Linked DNA regions of Sus scrofa: all the other regions are linked to region 1. A link is a contact called in public Hi-C data. All regions are on one chromosome and are shown on one strand. The core of a region is the stretch at or near the end of the contact, and the rest is flanking DNA. Distances in the headings are between cores, read along the strand shown.

The links. A called contact is a pair of places that touch in the nucleus more often than the background predicts.
Region 2: a Hi-C map of embryonic fibroblasts shows a contact between it and region 1, with 4 times the contacts expected there. The contact joins two enhancer-like sites. A contact is called at or near these places in 4 of 47 Hi-C or Micro-C datasets (embryonic fibroblasts, psoas muscle and skeletal muscle) and 2 of 2 datasets of contacts at active chromatin or transcription factors (alveolar macrophages and skeletal muscle).
Region 3: a contact with region 1 is called in a Hi-C map of embryonic fibroblasts, with 2.4 times the contacts expected there. The contact joins two enhancer-like sites. A contact is called at or near these places in 3 of 47 Hi-C or Micro-C datasets (embryonic fibroblasts, fetal heart ventricle and heart right ventricle).

What each region holds. Positions count from the first base shown.
Region 1 is chr1:138,216,396-138,221,157 of Sscrofa11.1, reverse strand. No RefSeq gene overlaps it. Among named protein-coding and RNA genes, the nearest start is that of MEF2A, 180 kb to the left of the region's middle. Within about 2 kb of position 1,842, at least 16 of the 83 cell types and tissues checked have an H3K27ac peak or open chromatin away from gene starts, as enhancers often do. A contact at or near this core is called in embryonic fibroblasts and skeletal muscle, where this site is marked.
Region 2 is chr1:138,339,115-138,343,876 of Sscrofa11.1, reverse strand. No RefSeq gene overlaps it. Among named protein-coding and RNA genes, the nearest start is that of MEF2A, 57 kb to the left of the region's middle. Within about 2 kb of position 2,181, at least 76 of the 83 cell types and tissues checked have an H3K27ac peak or open chromatin away from gene starts, as enhancers often do. A contact at or near this core is called in embryonic fibroblasts and skeletal muscle, where this site is marked.
Region 3 is chr1:138,286,366-138,291,127 of Sscrofa11.1, reverse strand. No RefSeq gene overlaps it. Among named protein-coding and RNA genes, the nearest start is that of MEF2A, 110 kb to the left of the region's middle. Within about 2 kb of position 2,322, at least 8 of the 83 cell types and tissues checked have an H3K27ac peak or open chromatin away from gene starts, as enhancers often do. A contact at or near this core is called in embryonic fibroblasts, where this site is marked.

The DNA.
Region 1 (4,762 bases), core at 593-3,092:
CAGGTCTGCACTGTCCACGGTGCTGCCCTGTGTCTGCCGTCCCCTCAGACCAGCTCAGCTGGCCGCCCTCCTCTCAGCTGCACCAACTGCTCCCAGGGCCCTGTGACCGAGACCCTCCCCTGTCTTCAGGAAAGGTAGCTAAGAGGTGGCCATGATTATGTATGCATGATTATTGGCTGGCTTCAGTGGTTCTAGAGGGCTCTTACCTAGATCATCTTGCCTCCAAAACTCAGCCATAAACTCCTCTCAAAAAGAGGGAGGCCACTTACCCTCACAAAAGAGATGATGGCTTCTGATTCAGATTCTGCTAGACTCTGATTCACAATGAAGTGACCTCATACAGGTTTCCCCTTCCTCATCTGGAAAACAGGACACTGCATAGACTCTGCACCCAGAAGGGGCCATGAGGATCAAAATAATGTATCTAGAACTGCAAATGCTTTTTTTGTGACCAAAAGCCTCTTCCAACTGCTCTGTTTCATGGGAACAGCCCTGGGTATACACTAGGTGCTTAATCAATGCAAGTGATCATGAAGTAAGGCTACGACAAGTCAGATTCCACCGAGGTGCTAAAAAGCTGTGCTGGAGGAAAAGCCAAGGGAGTGGCAGAGCCAGGAGAGACAGCCCTGCTCTTGGGGACCTGGCTTAAAGCCAGAGCCCCTCCTTTGCCTGCTCCCTCCCTAGTGGGGGGTGCTGGGAGCACCAGGAGAAGTAGCCATGCTCCACACCTGAGGACATTTTCCAGGGAACAGGAGGCTGGTAGGTCTATGGCAGGTCCTGAGAGCAGTGCTCAGCCTCCCACTGGCTGTGATGTGACAGGGCAGTGTGTCGCAGTAGGACATAATTAGCAAAGCAGCCGGGCTGGGGCTAGGCTGGGCCCCTGACAGTACACACCTAAAGCCATGGCCATTCACCAGATGCCTGAAGAAATGTGGGGCTAGTGAATGGCTTTCATTTGTTGACCACTGACCATGAGCTAACTTCTAGAGCTAAGTGGTCCAGAGTGTGGGTGGGGTAAGGGGCTGAGCCTCCAGTGGATGGCTTGCCACTAATCCCCTCCTCAAAATACATGTGGGATACAGGTGTCAAAAGGTGGTTTAGAGGCCCCAAGTGATGAGCTTCCCAGGGGCCAGTCTCAAATGATGGATAGGGACCTGGGAAGGGAGCTGAAGGGTGGAACAGCAGTGAGGCCGGGGTCCTGGGGTTCTGGGGTCCTGGGGTCCTCTGTCTTGACACACAGACCATGAAGATCTGAAAGGGTTTCTGTGTGTCTAGCAGCACTAACCCCAAGCCTGGAAACCCCCTTTCCCCTGGGGGCAGGTGGCATTCTCCCTGCCTGAGAGGGGCCGCCACCTTCCCCTCTGACTTGGCTCAGGCGCAGCAAGGCCCAGGCTAGGGGCCAGACCATGGTGCCAATTTGGCACTTGGCCTGAGCTACAAAAAACGGAGCTTAGTTGCAGGCGGGGAGGACAATGCTTAAACATTCTGGGCCCCAAAGGAGGCAAGAGAGCCACTGCCCTCCACCCGGCCCCCACTGTCCACTCAAGGTCTCATTGTGGGTGGCTGTGACTCAGAGGAGGTTCTGGTTTCTGTTGGATTCTTGAGGCTCAGGCAACCTGATCCTGAAACAATGACAAGCCTTTGAACAATCCTCCTTGGCTGCCCCAGAGAAGTGTTTCAGGCCTGGCCAAAAACGCAGCAGGATGGAAAATGACGTTGGGAGGGAAAGGTCGAGCGCTGGGCCTCCCGTGGCTCAGAGCAGGTGACCGCTCAGGCCAGAGCGCCAATTTCATGGCCTGGGGACTCAAGTGGGGGGCAGTGACTCCACAGATCAGCCTAGGTTCCACTGCTGAGTCTGAGCAGATGGCATCCTGGCCCAGCCTGGCTGGGACACCTTGGGACAGGGCCTGGCTTCTCTACTGGCAGGCCCACTTTAGGGATTCAAGTTGGATGTGCCTGGAGCCCCAGGTTGCCTGAGGGTGTGGGAAGAGGAAGAGGAGTGGAGGCAGCAGGAGGGGAAGCAGAACCCAGAGTCACACACAGCATTCAGCAAACTAATGAGGCAGAGGGGCTTGTCACTAAAGGAGCTGCCATGTACAGAGCCAGCACCTTTAGAGCCCCTACTGTATGTCAGGAAACATATCTATTACTGCTTCTCACATTGGCTCTGCCATGTGTGTACCACTCGCCCCATTTTACAGATAAGGAAATCGAGACTTTGGTGACTGAGCGTAGAGAGCGTAGAGCTCTCCTGGCTGGCAGGAGCCATCTACTGGCTGCTTCTCTTTTCTTTCTTCTCCACCACCTTTGGAAGTTGTTCCCTCACCTACTGGCATGGCCTGGAAGTTCCAGAGGAGTTCATGCCCCCCAGAGGCCTCTTATCCCAGGAGGACAGGGTAGGGAGGCTTGGGGGTTTGTGGACAAATACCCACTGGAAGCCCAGGGCCCAGTGAGTTGAGCCCCTCGCTGCAGGGGAAGGCCCTAATTCACATGATGCTTAGGGGACCCTCCCTCCTTTTCCCTCCCTCATCTCCACCCCGAGCTGCCTGGGGTCACCTACAACCAAGTTCTTATTGCAGGCTCTGCTCTGGGGGACACCCCAAAGAGGACAGAGCCCCTGGGGGCTCGTCCTGGGCACTCTACAAGAGAGAGGAGTGGAGCAGCCATAACAGACAACTGGGGTCTTGAGATGGAAGAAAGGGTCGTGGAAGCTGGGTGAGGAACCACAATGTCCTCTAGAATGTTTTTCCTCAAATTTAAGTTTCCCCCTGCTGAGCTATTCTGAAGCCTTCAATGGCTGTGAGCAGAGACTTGCCTGTTGGCACATGCCAGCAGATGACAAAGGCAATGAACGAGCGTTAAATTAATCCTCACCAAAAAGTCCAGAAACAGCCAATCCTTTCACAACATTTTGTGTGTTTGGTGAACCCATGCTCTGTGGTTCAACTGTATATAAACATAATAAAGTGATATCGTGCAAGTAAACCTGTTCCTAATTTGCAGGGCAGGTTGAAATGCAGGAGTGGTCCCTGGCCTTCTTCACTGAGTGGGGCACCTGCAGTGTCCAGCCCACAGCCCTGCAGCCTCCTGCTCTGACCTAGGCCTGGCAGCCTGGGAGATGCAGAGTGCCCAGGGGCCAGAGCTGACCTGGGGTGTGGGGAGGGCTCTGAAGACATAGCACAGCCTGCTCTCCCTCACCCAAGCCCAGCAGAGAATGTCAAAGCCTCAGTACCTCCTTTAAATAATTCCCAGCTCCATGTCCTCAGCAATGGTAGAAAATGCTCCCCAATTTAGGAGAAAACTCTCGACCCTGGAGTCTTGAGTCCCCACCTCCCCAGGAACGAGGCTGGGCTTCTCCTCTCTACAGGCCGTACTGGGCAGTGGGCACCATTTACTGCTGTGTGGCCTTGAGCAAGGAGGTCACCCTGTGGGCCACTGAGAGCTGAGCAAGGATGGCACCTACCCAACAGGGTCCCTTTCAGGGCTCTCCAACCACACCCACTCTTGCCCCACTGTGACACATGGAATCCAGCTGGAGGCAGACACCCCACCAGCTCTTTGAACAGAGGGAGTTTACCATAAAGAACTGCTACCTCGGTGCATGAAAAGTGTAAAGGGGAAACTGAGGTCTTACAGCAGGGGAACAAGTGCAGGAAGAGGGCAGGGGATGAAACGGCTGGATGCAATGATTCAAACCCAGGATTGAGGCCCCATGAAGTGGAGACGCAGATCTATGAGGAGATGGGCATAGCTGGCTGCTGCTAGTCCCCTTGTGAGGGAGAAGGAATGATGGGACTTTAATTCAAAGTGTGCTTGGCATTCCAGCCCCTGGACCTTGGCTATGCCTTGTGCTCCCTCTCAGTGGGCCCCAACAATCTCTGCCTCCTCATTTTCCCACCTCTGGACAACCCCCAACCCCTTTAATTGTGGGCTGAACCTAGTGAGTCATTTCTACTAAATACAACAGAGCAATGGTGAGGTGATGACTGTGACCTCCATCCTGCCTGCCTTCTTCTCGCTTGCAGAGCCCTTGTTCTGGGAAAGCCAGCTGTCATGTTGGTGGCAGGCCTGTGGAGAGGCTGGTGTGACATGAACTAATGGACATCTCTAACCAGCAGCTAGTAGGGACCTGAGACCCTCCAGTGGCCGAGACAGCATGGAAGCAGATTCTCCAGCCCCACTTGAGCCTGGGAGCCTGTCTCACATCTTGATTGCAACCTTGCAAGGTTCTGAACTAAGCTGCCTCTAGATTCTTTACGCACAGAAACTGAGTGAGATCATGAAGGGTTTAAAGATGCTAAATTTTGGAGTAACTTTGTACATAGCAATAGCTAACTAATGCACCTGTCTGTCTCTATCTTACCTGTTCATTCCTCCAATGCACAGGTATCGAGCTTCCACTAAGTTCCAGGCCCTGTGCTAGGTGATGATAATACAGAGATGAGAGGGAGAAGACATGGTCCCTCTTGTCCCTGCCTCACAGAGACCATCCTGTGTTGAAGGATATGATCTTGCCTGTGATCAGGTGGGCTCCTCTTCAGAACTCCATGGGCATGTCTATGGACCTTCTCTTACATCACTGCTCCCAGCTTTCTCCAGGTTCCCCAGCTGGGAAGCATCTTGCCTTCCCTTCAGACACGACTCCATTTCTCTTCCACAGAGTGGTGTGTAGTTGCTGAGATACCACATGCTAACATATCACACTGGTGTGATGTTACAGCCTTGTCAAGAGCTCCTGGAGCAGGTCTGGCTGGCAACTCCC
Region 2 (4,762 bases), core at 932-3,431, 120 kb before region 1:
GGGGGGAGGGAGAAAAAAACTCTTGCTGGGAAGTAATTTAAGGAATTAAACATAATTTTATCACTTTTATCAATATGAATAAAACCACAGTATGTAACAAGAGTGTGAATTAAATGAAATAGGTAAGCAAATTATTTTGTTTAGAGAGGTCACTGATTGCTTTAGTAAATAAGTTTCTACTGGACGTGGGCTTCCAACAGAATTGTTGAAGACTGTCTACAAAGTATTTAAATCACTAGTTCTTCAAAGTATTTTCATTGTAACACCATTATTACAACTTTTTACTACAGTGTTCACTGAGAATTAAAAGTAATTCCAGAATCAGTGCATCATCATACAGAACTAATTAGTTTTACATGACATTTAACATGTGTTCGTTACATTTGATACAAAGAAAAACTAAAATTTACATCCACTTGAGTGAAAACGTGACTTTTTTCATAAAACAAAGCTGCCATTCACAGAAAAAAAAAAAAGTAAAGACTGAGCCCTCCAAAAATAAACCAAAAAAACAAAACAAAACCATAAAGTGTACATACAAAAGCCATAATAACACAATATGGTTATTTTATCCTCATTTCCTAAATTCATACTACTAAACAAATGCCATTTCTGTGTTTGGGGAAAAAAAATTTTAAGCTATTTTGTTTACCTTTTCCACAGACTGTTCAAGTACTGCCAAGGTAACACAGATTTTAAAACTGACAACTGGAGTACTTGGCAGTTGCCAAAACAACACAGCTGGATTCTTAAAGGGAAAGTGCTCTTGTGTAATGTACACCTAATTACAGCTTTAGAGACCCTTCTCTTCATACAGTAACAGATACAAGACACAAAAAAAAATGCTGTGCTATAACTTAAAAAACTTTAGACAATACGTGTTTAAAAATACACACACTCTTGTTAACACAGCACAGCAGGCCTTTCTAAAAGCACATTTACTGGGATCAAAATCTCACAGTAAACTAAAACTCAGATTAACACTGTGCTGTTCTTCTCCAATACAGTTCCCTCCTGGATCATGACAGGAGGCTCGCTTATCTCAGGAACCATTCAAGTCTGAGGACATTTTTATAGCTACATTTTAAAAGGAAAAAACAAAACAAAACAAACCTTGTTTTTCTAAATCAGAAATATTCATCTTTTCCAAACTTGTCTGCACTATCTCACCTACTAATAAATCCTCACTTATCAAAGACGGGTGGAATCGAACTAAAAGGCGAAGTTTCTATCTCACAAAACCCTCCGTGCGATCCGGGATCTACTTGGGTGGATGTTCAGGGGCAGCGAGCAGCTCCCTCTGCAGCCCCTTGTCCGCGAGACGTCTCGCCGATCGGTGGGGCGTCTGCACGGGCAGGTGCTCCCCCAAGCCGGGGCCACCTCCTGGAACCCTGGGGCGACCTGGCCACCGGTTCGCGCGCGCGCGCACACACACACGCACACACACACACACACACACACACACGGAGAGCTTGGACCTACATGTTCTGCTCCGTTAGACCAACATTCTCCCAAACCAGAAGTGGGGGAACTTCATATCCAACCAGGGCGCAGAACGCCCCTCCACACCAGGGGTCAGGCCCTTCGGGTGGACCCCGGCCTCGTAAGGCAGGATGAAGAAAAGGGTCCTCGGGCGTCCCCCGCCCTACTCCAGAGTCTCCCAGCCCCAGGGAACTCCTTCAACTTTCAAGAAGGCGACGTCCACCACCGCCCCCAGCCCCACTCGCGCCGCGCACCCAGGGAGGCTCCTCGAGCCGAGCCCGCGCGGCCCAGCCTGCCTCCACCGGCCCGAGACACCCCTCAGACCTCCGGCCCGCCCTCGGGGCACCCCGCCCCCACACCCGCAGGCGCCCCGCCCCGCGGCGCCCACCCGACGCGACCACCCCACCCGCCCCGCCGCGGCGCACCTCGGCTCCGGCCCTGTGCCAGCCCGACGCCACCCCGTCCTGGCGTCCCCAGAGCCCCGCAGGCGCCCCTCCCGGGGCCGCGCCGCCCCTCGCCCCGGCGCCCCCCAGCCCCGACCCGGCTCCCTCGCTGAGACGCCGGCCCCGCAGACCAGACCGTGCCGCCCGCAGTCCTCACCACGTCTTAGGCGCAGCTGCCGGGCACACACACGCCGCAGCCCGGGCCCGCCACCAGCGCTCCGCGCCGCCCGGAGCCGCCTCCTTCAGCCCGGGACTCGCCGGGACGCCCGCGCACGGATCCCCACACCGGGGCTATTTTTAGGAGGCAGGCCCCGGCCGGGCCGGAACTCGTTCCTTCCAGCGCGCGTGCGCACGATGCTGATGGACTCAGTGTCCCTCCGCCGACCTCGCTTTTTCCTCCTTTTCCCTCCTTTCCCCTTGCTCCCTCTTTTGCTTCTCCCTTAAGGTTTCTTCTCCGAGCTGATTTACCCTCTTGGTGGATAGTAGAGCACTTAGAGTAGGGAAGACAAGGGTGCGGGCAAAGAGGGTCACAATGTTTGGAAGCGAACACTACCCCACAAGGACGTGAGGAGCGGACTATGTTTTCTCGGGTGGGTGAGAGACGGCTCACCCGGCACAGGAAGGAGATGACGGCGGTTTGGCGCCGGGGCTACGGGCTGGAGCTTGCTTCCCTCTGAAGGACCGTGTTCTCCTGGAAGGGATACTGGTCACTTGACAAGGGCCTGGGCGCCTCCCAGGGCGGGGCGGCCCGGCGGCGTCGCGCCCTGCAGCCTCCGCCTCCCCCGCCGCTGCCTCCCCAACCGGCCGTGGGGGCCGGGCCGGGAGCGGCTCCAGTGACGCGGCGCGTGGCAAATCGCCGCGCGTGGCTGCCCGCTCCAGCCAACCCGGGGTGCCGGGGGCGGGGCTGGGGCGGGGCGCAAGTCGGGCAGTCTCCCGGAGTGCTGTGCCAGGCGGCGCCCTTCGGGAGCGGCCAGACACCCCCTGCCGGGCTCCTGGAACCGTGGCCAGACCCCAACCCTCGGGACACGCTTGGCGCCCCCAGGTCTCAGCTCGCCACGCCCGCGCCCACGCCCTCATTGCGGACAGGACGCACCTGTGCCCTCGCCTGGGCGGCCACTGGGTCACCCTCACTGAGCAAGCACAATGGAACACAGGCCCCTGGCGCTTCGTGGCGGCTCGGACCCGGCCCCCAGACAGTACAACTTGGAGGGACCTGGATGGCAGGCGGCATCTTTCGCGCTGGCCAGCGAAGCTCCCCACGTCCCAGAAGAGAGAACCTACAAATCTTGACCATTAGTAATCGCTAATTACAAACAGGCTCAGCTAGTAAGCCTTGAGCGCTAAACTGTGCTGAATGGTTTGCGTACGATAGTTCAAGTATTCCTTGCAACATGCGTAGGAATTAGAATAAGTTTCTATTCCCATTTTACATAGGAAAGGGAAGCTTAAGCACTAAAATGACGGTTTAAGTAGTTTCGATGATTAAGGTTTAAGAGGAGGGCACTGAGCCCTTGAACTCCTAACCACTGTGCGTACCGCCTTTTCTGAGAGCAGGACAGAGGGGATGTGCTTGGCACAGACAGCCATTCTGTTTTGGAGGGTGTTGGGCTTTGTCGCGGGAGGTCATTAGGTGAGCCATTGCGGTCCTTGCATCCTGAAGGCTGCTGGCCTCTGGAGTTTCTATGGCCACACTGCCGACCTCTGCCCCCAGAGGTACCTATGCAGTGGACACGAAGCCAAAGAGTTATTTTCACTTAGTGAAAATGAGAAAATCAGTCCCAGAGCACTTTAAGACAAAGTGATTGGGGTGGGTGAGCAGATTTGCAGAGGCTGTGGGCAGAGGAACTGGGAAGTTACAAAGGAAGCTGGAGGCTGGCAGGCTTCCTCCCTCAAGGACAAGGCAATATACTGGGAGAACCCAGCACAAAAGCGACACAGAAACACCAGATACTGGGAAATAAACCTGGAGTTGTGCACAGAGCCCCACAGTGTCAGCATTCGGAGGAGTCAGCAGCAGGGACTTGCAGGGAGGTTTTTTTAAAACAGGTTATAATTGGGTGTAACTCAGCAAGTCAGTAGAAATGCATGCTTTTTAACCTGCCAGAGGCTGCAAAGCCAGCTGGATTTGACTTCTCTGCTCCAAGAAAATAGAAGAGTTTGGCACTTTTCCTTCACAGTCTATGATCTGAGGTGGGTGGACAGTGAGCAGTGGCTCCTTCATTCCCACCTGCTCTTCATCCTGGAAGGAGAAAAGGGACAATGAGAACATGGTGTTCTGAAAGAGGTTTTCACACTCTCATTGCTCCACTCCACCTCCTACCCTTGGCAGAATCTGACCCTTTTGGGGCACAGAAGACTCAGCTCAGACTGCCCACCCCCTACCCACTCAAAGGCTATTGGTCACACCAGAGAGACAGGCAGAGAACTTGGGTCTGAGTCCAGCAAAAGCAGAAATGAAAAGTGTTTGCATTACCTAAGAGAACACTTCTTTCTTCACTCCCCCCACCCTGCATGTTAAGAATTGCAGGGAGTTGTAAAATGGAATAAAGGAAGGAGGGAGTGGAGGGGAGGAAGAAAGAGAGAAAGGAGGGAAGAAGGGAGAAAAAAGTAATTTTTAAAATTCTAGGAGTTCCTGTTGTGGCTCAGTGGAAACAAACCTGAAGAGTATCCTTGAGGACACAGGTTCTGTCCCTGGCCTCAGTGGGTTAAGGATCCGGTGTTGCCTCAAGCTGCAGTGTATATTGCAGACATGGCTCAGATCCTGAGTTACTGTGGCTGTGGTGTAGGCTGGCAGCTGCAGCTCTGATTCGACCCCTAGCCTGGGAATATCCATATGC
Region 3 (4,762 bases), core at 1,073-3,572, 69 kb before region 1:
AACTAGATAGTCAATGGATCCTCACCACAAAGAGTGAATGATTGAGCGAGTGAGCCGAGGGGATGGGTGACAAAAATTACAAACTGTGTTAAGTGCTGTGAAGGAAAGAAGTGGATACTGTGAAACAGATTGACACTTGAACTGAAAGAAGAGTATGAAGAAAGTCTCTCTAAGCTAAGGATGCAAGCCAAGACCTGAAGGATGCAGCAATATGAGGTTATTATGTGCTTTTCATGGAGGAAGAAAAGGAAGCCTGGAGAAGTAATCACCCCAAGGCCACATTGCTTCTAAATAGTTGAACCTATTTGAACCCAAGTTTCTCTAATTCCAAAGGTTATCAGTTTTCCAGGTCAAAAACGGATGGATAATTTCTTCAAGGTAGATATACAAATGGCTAACAAGCACACAAGAAGATGCTCAACACCATTAGTCATCAGGGAAATGCAAGTCAAAACCACAATGAGATACCATGTCACATGAGAATGGCTAGAGTGAAAAAACCTAACAATAATAAGTGTTGACAGGGGTGAGGGGAAATTGGAACTCTTGTACATTGCTGGGGAGACTGTAAAATGGTTCAGCTATGGTAGAAAATAGTACAGTGATTCCCCCCAAAGTTAAACATAGGATTACCACATGGCCCAGCAATTCCAGTCCCATGTATACCCCTTCCCCAAATGGAAAGCAGTTACTTGGACAAATCCCTGTTCATGCAGCACTGTTCACAATGGCCAAAAGAGGGTTAAAAAACTCAGCTGTCCCTCAATAGCCGAACAGATGAACACATTGTGGTAAATACATACAGGGGGATGTTATTCAGCCTTAACAAGGACAGACGTTTTGAAATACACTACAACGTGGAAGAATCTTGAAAACATGTCATGTGAGAGGAGCCAGACACAAAAGAACACATGTTGTATGATTCCACTGATATGAAATATCCAGAATAGGTAAATCCATAGAGACAGAGAGCAGACTGGTAGTTGCCAGGGGCTGGGGGGAGGAAAAAGTGGGGAGTAAGGGCTCAGTGGGCAAAGGGTTTACTTTGGAATGAGGGAAGTGTCTTGGCACCAGGTCAGGTGGTTGTGGTTGTTGTACAACATTGTGAGTGAACTGAATGCCATTGAAATGTTTACTTTAAAACAGCTCATTTTACGTTTTGTGAATTTCACCTCAATGCATTTTTTAATAGATTAATATATTCTCTTGCCTTTTTTATTATTTTAAAAATTTTCTTTATATTTTTGGCCATGCCCGTGGCATGCAGAAGTTCCCAGGCCAGGGATGGAACCCATGCTACAGCAGTGACAATGCCAGATCCTTAACCACTAGGCTACCAGGGCCCTCCTCCCTTGCCTTTTTAGATTTATATCCCCTCTGCTTTGGAAAAGACTTGTTTATGTATTTGCTTGCAGTGTAAAGTTAGATGCCAGGTAGAGAATATTACTCACCAGAAATTTTCTCATGAGAAGGCCAGCTGGAATAATTGAGAAGCTCTACTTCTCAATCTTCAGGGCTTTCTGGGCTTCCCAGACTGGGAGGTGAGGCAGAAGCAGAGCCTGTGGTGTCAAGGGATCCCAGCCACCTGTGGGTCTGATGGGCAGATGAGATGGGTTGGGGGGCCCTCCTCAGAAGGTTGCATATTGGCAGGAGGCATCTCAGGACAAATGAGGCATCTCAGGACAAATGAGGAGGCATCTCAGGACAAATGAGGGCCAGCAGGGGGCAGGAGGGCGGGATCCAGTGGGATGTAGGGGAAGCTCTCTGGGGTATGGGCTGAGAGTGACCCCAGAGACTCACTTTCTAGAAACAAGAATAAAGCTCTGTATTATTTGTAAACATTTCCAGTGATGGGTTTGTTTTCTCCTAGAATGTGAAGGAATGTGTAAGGACCTGATGCTCATTTGGTCACAGGTGAAAAGTCAAAGCTGAAGGAATTCATCCCCCCACTTTCTCTGGGAAGCAGGGTGGCCTGAGCTAAAGGGGACAGGGCCCCCGGATGGATTTGGCAGAGGGCGACCCATCCGGATCAGGAAGGATGCTGCTGAGATCAGAGTCCAATGTTCTACAGCTGCATGCCTGCTTTCTAAGTCAGGGTTTACCCACATTAGTTATTTTGAGCAGAAGGGGATTTAATACAAGGGCCTATGTGCTTCAAAAGTCACAGGAAGGCTTCAGGCCCAGACCTCAGGATGGGCTTTGAGGAACAACTTCCACATATCAAGGCATGACTGATGTGTGGGGAGCTACCCAGCTTGGGAGAAGGAGCGTCTAGAAGCCGCCTGTAGGCCACCTTCCTTTTGTTGCAACATAGCACTGGGAAAATGACTCAGAAACACTTGCTCTCAAGCCAAGCAGTGATTACTCATCTACACAAGCAAAGAGGGGAGCTCTGTGGTCTGCTTCTGAAGGTCAAGAGAAACTGGGCAAGCTGATGCTGCCACGTAGTCCAACACCTCTTCAGTGACTGGTCAGTAGAAGTGACCCAAACAGGGTCTCTATCTCATCTACCATTCCTGCCTTCTAAACTTTGTGCAAGGGTACTTGACAGGCCCAAGTGGCATTCGTTGTACCCAGAAGTTGAGCTGCAAGAGATCCTAGAAAAACAGTTGTCCTAAAAACTAAAGATAGAACTATCATATGATCCAGCAACCCCACTCTTGGGCATATATCCAGACAAAACTACAATTCAAAAAGATACACGCCCTTCAGTGTTCACAGCAGCACTATCTACAACAGCAAAGACACAGAAACAACCTAAATGTCCATCAACAGAGGTGTAGATAAAGAAGATGTGGTACGTATATAAAATGGAATGTTACTCAGCCATAGAAACTGAAATAATGCCATTTGCAGCAACATGGATGGACCTAGAGATTATCACACTAAGTGAAGAAAGTCAGAGGAAGATGTATCTTATACGGTATCACTTATATGTGGAATTTAAAAACGGGTACAAATGAACTTATTTACAAAACAGATGCATAGACTTTGAAAACAAACTTATGGTTACCAAAGGGCAAAGTAGGGGAAGGGATAAATTAGAAGTTTGGAGTTAAAATACATACTATTATAAAAAAAATAGATAATCAACAAGGACCTACTGTATAGTACAGAGAACTTCACTCAATATTCTATAATAACCTATATGGGAAAAAAGAATCTGAAAAAGAATGAATATATGTATAGTGTAACTGAATCACCTTGCTGTACACCTGAAACTAACACAATGTTATAAATTATCAGTATTACAATAAATTCCTAAAAATGCAAAAAAAAAAAAAAAAAACCCAAAACAAAAATAGCTGTTAACATGAGGTTGTTAGTTGTTGGTTTTGAGGGACAGGAAGACCCACTTAGAAGTCAAAATGGACAGTAAGTCAATCCACAGCATCTTCACGCCTTAGCCTCCCTTAACAATTCCTTCATCTCAAAGGTATTATAATATGACCATAGAAAAGGTATGTACAGTAATTTAGAAGCACTAGCTCTTGGAATTGCCATTGTGGCTCAGTGGCTTAAGAACCCGACTAGTAACCATGAGGATCCCTGGCCTTGCTGAGTGGGTTAAAGATCCGGCGTTGCCATGGCTGTGGTGTAGATCACAGATGAGGCTTGGATCCTGCGCTGCTGTGGCTGTGGTACAGGTCTGCAGCTACGGCTCTGATTTGACCCCTGGCTTGGGAACCTCCATATGCCGCAGGCGACGCCCTGAAAAGAAAAAAAACAACAAAGAAGCATAATTCTTGTCCTCAGTAATCCTGTGATACAAATCCTAAGGGAAGGGGATATGTGAGGAATTGATCTCTTCACTGAATTTCATCTAGACTGAAGAGAGTCTGAGAATTTGAGAATAAAAAGGAAAATCATTGTGTCCTTATAGTAAAGGCAGAGAAAGAAAAACTCAGAGAAATCCGGGTCCTTGATGCTTATTCTAAATCACAGCACTCAGATACAAAATATCCCACTCGGATAGAAAGATCCCCATGTGGCTGCTGTTCAAGACGGTGGCTCCTACAATTCCATTTTCATAGGTTTTGAAAGAGTTCAGGACTCCACTGGCGGATGGGTAACCAAGCAGTGTTGTTGTGCCTAGGGCAAGTTCCAACTACCCCTCCAATTTGCCCCCCTAATTTGCCAAACCATGGGAAAACAAACCTGCAATTAGAGTTGTATTTTTAAATCGTCTAGGTTTTATGTGGTACTCTCCCCATCCCCCCCACCCCAAACTCAGTCTCGCCAAAATGCTGTTATTTTCACAGAGGAAATACAAAGAGTGGGTTTAAAATTACAAGTCACAGACTAAGTCAGAAAAAGGAAGTGGGTTCTCTGGGGCAGCCTCTGGGCTGGACTCTATGCAGTTGTCCCAACCTCAGGACGCCACAAGGTCCAGCACCTGGGACAGCCACGGCCTGCCCCTAAATAGGAAGGAACACTCCGGCTTCCAGGTTTCCTGCGCAGATTCATGGTCCCTTATTGACCCCTAGACACATGCATGTGTGCTCCGTGCTTTTGGTTGAGGCTCATGAGGGGGAAGCTTGGTTCCTGATTCCACATCGCTTACATGTCAGAAATGTTCCCCTTGCCTCTTTTGGTGAAATGAACACGGCCCATTCCCCACTGAAGATCGGGACATTTTATCTGTTCTAGAAATGACAGGAGACAGGTCCCTCTGGGACTCACGCGCCTCTGCTGGGATTTTCACACCATTCGCCATGTGAACACGAAGCAACAGCTGGGTTGAAGAGGGCTGACAAAAATA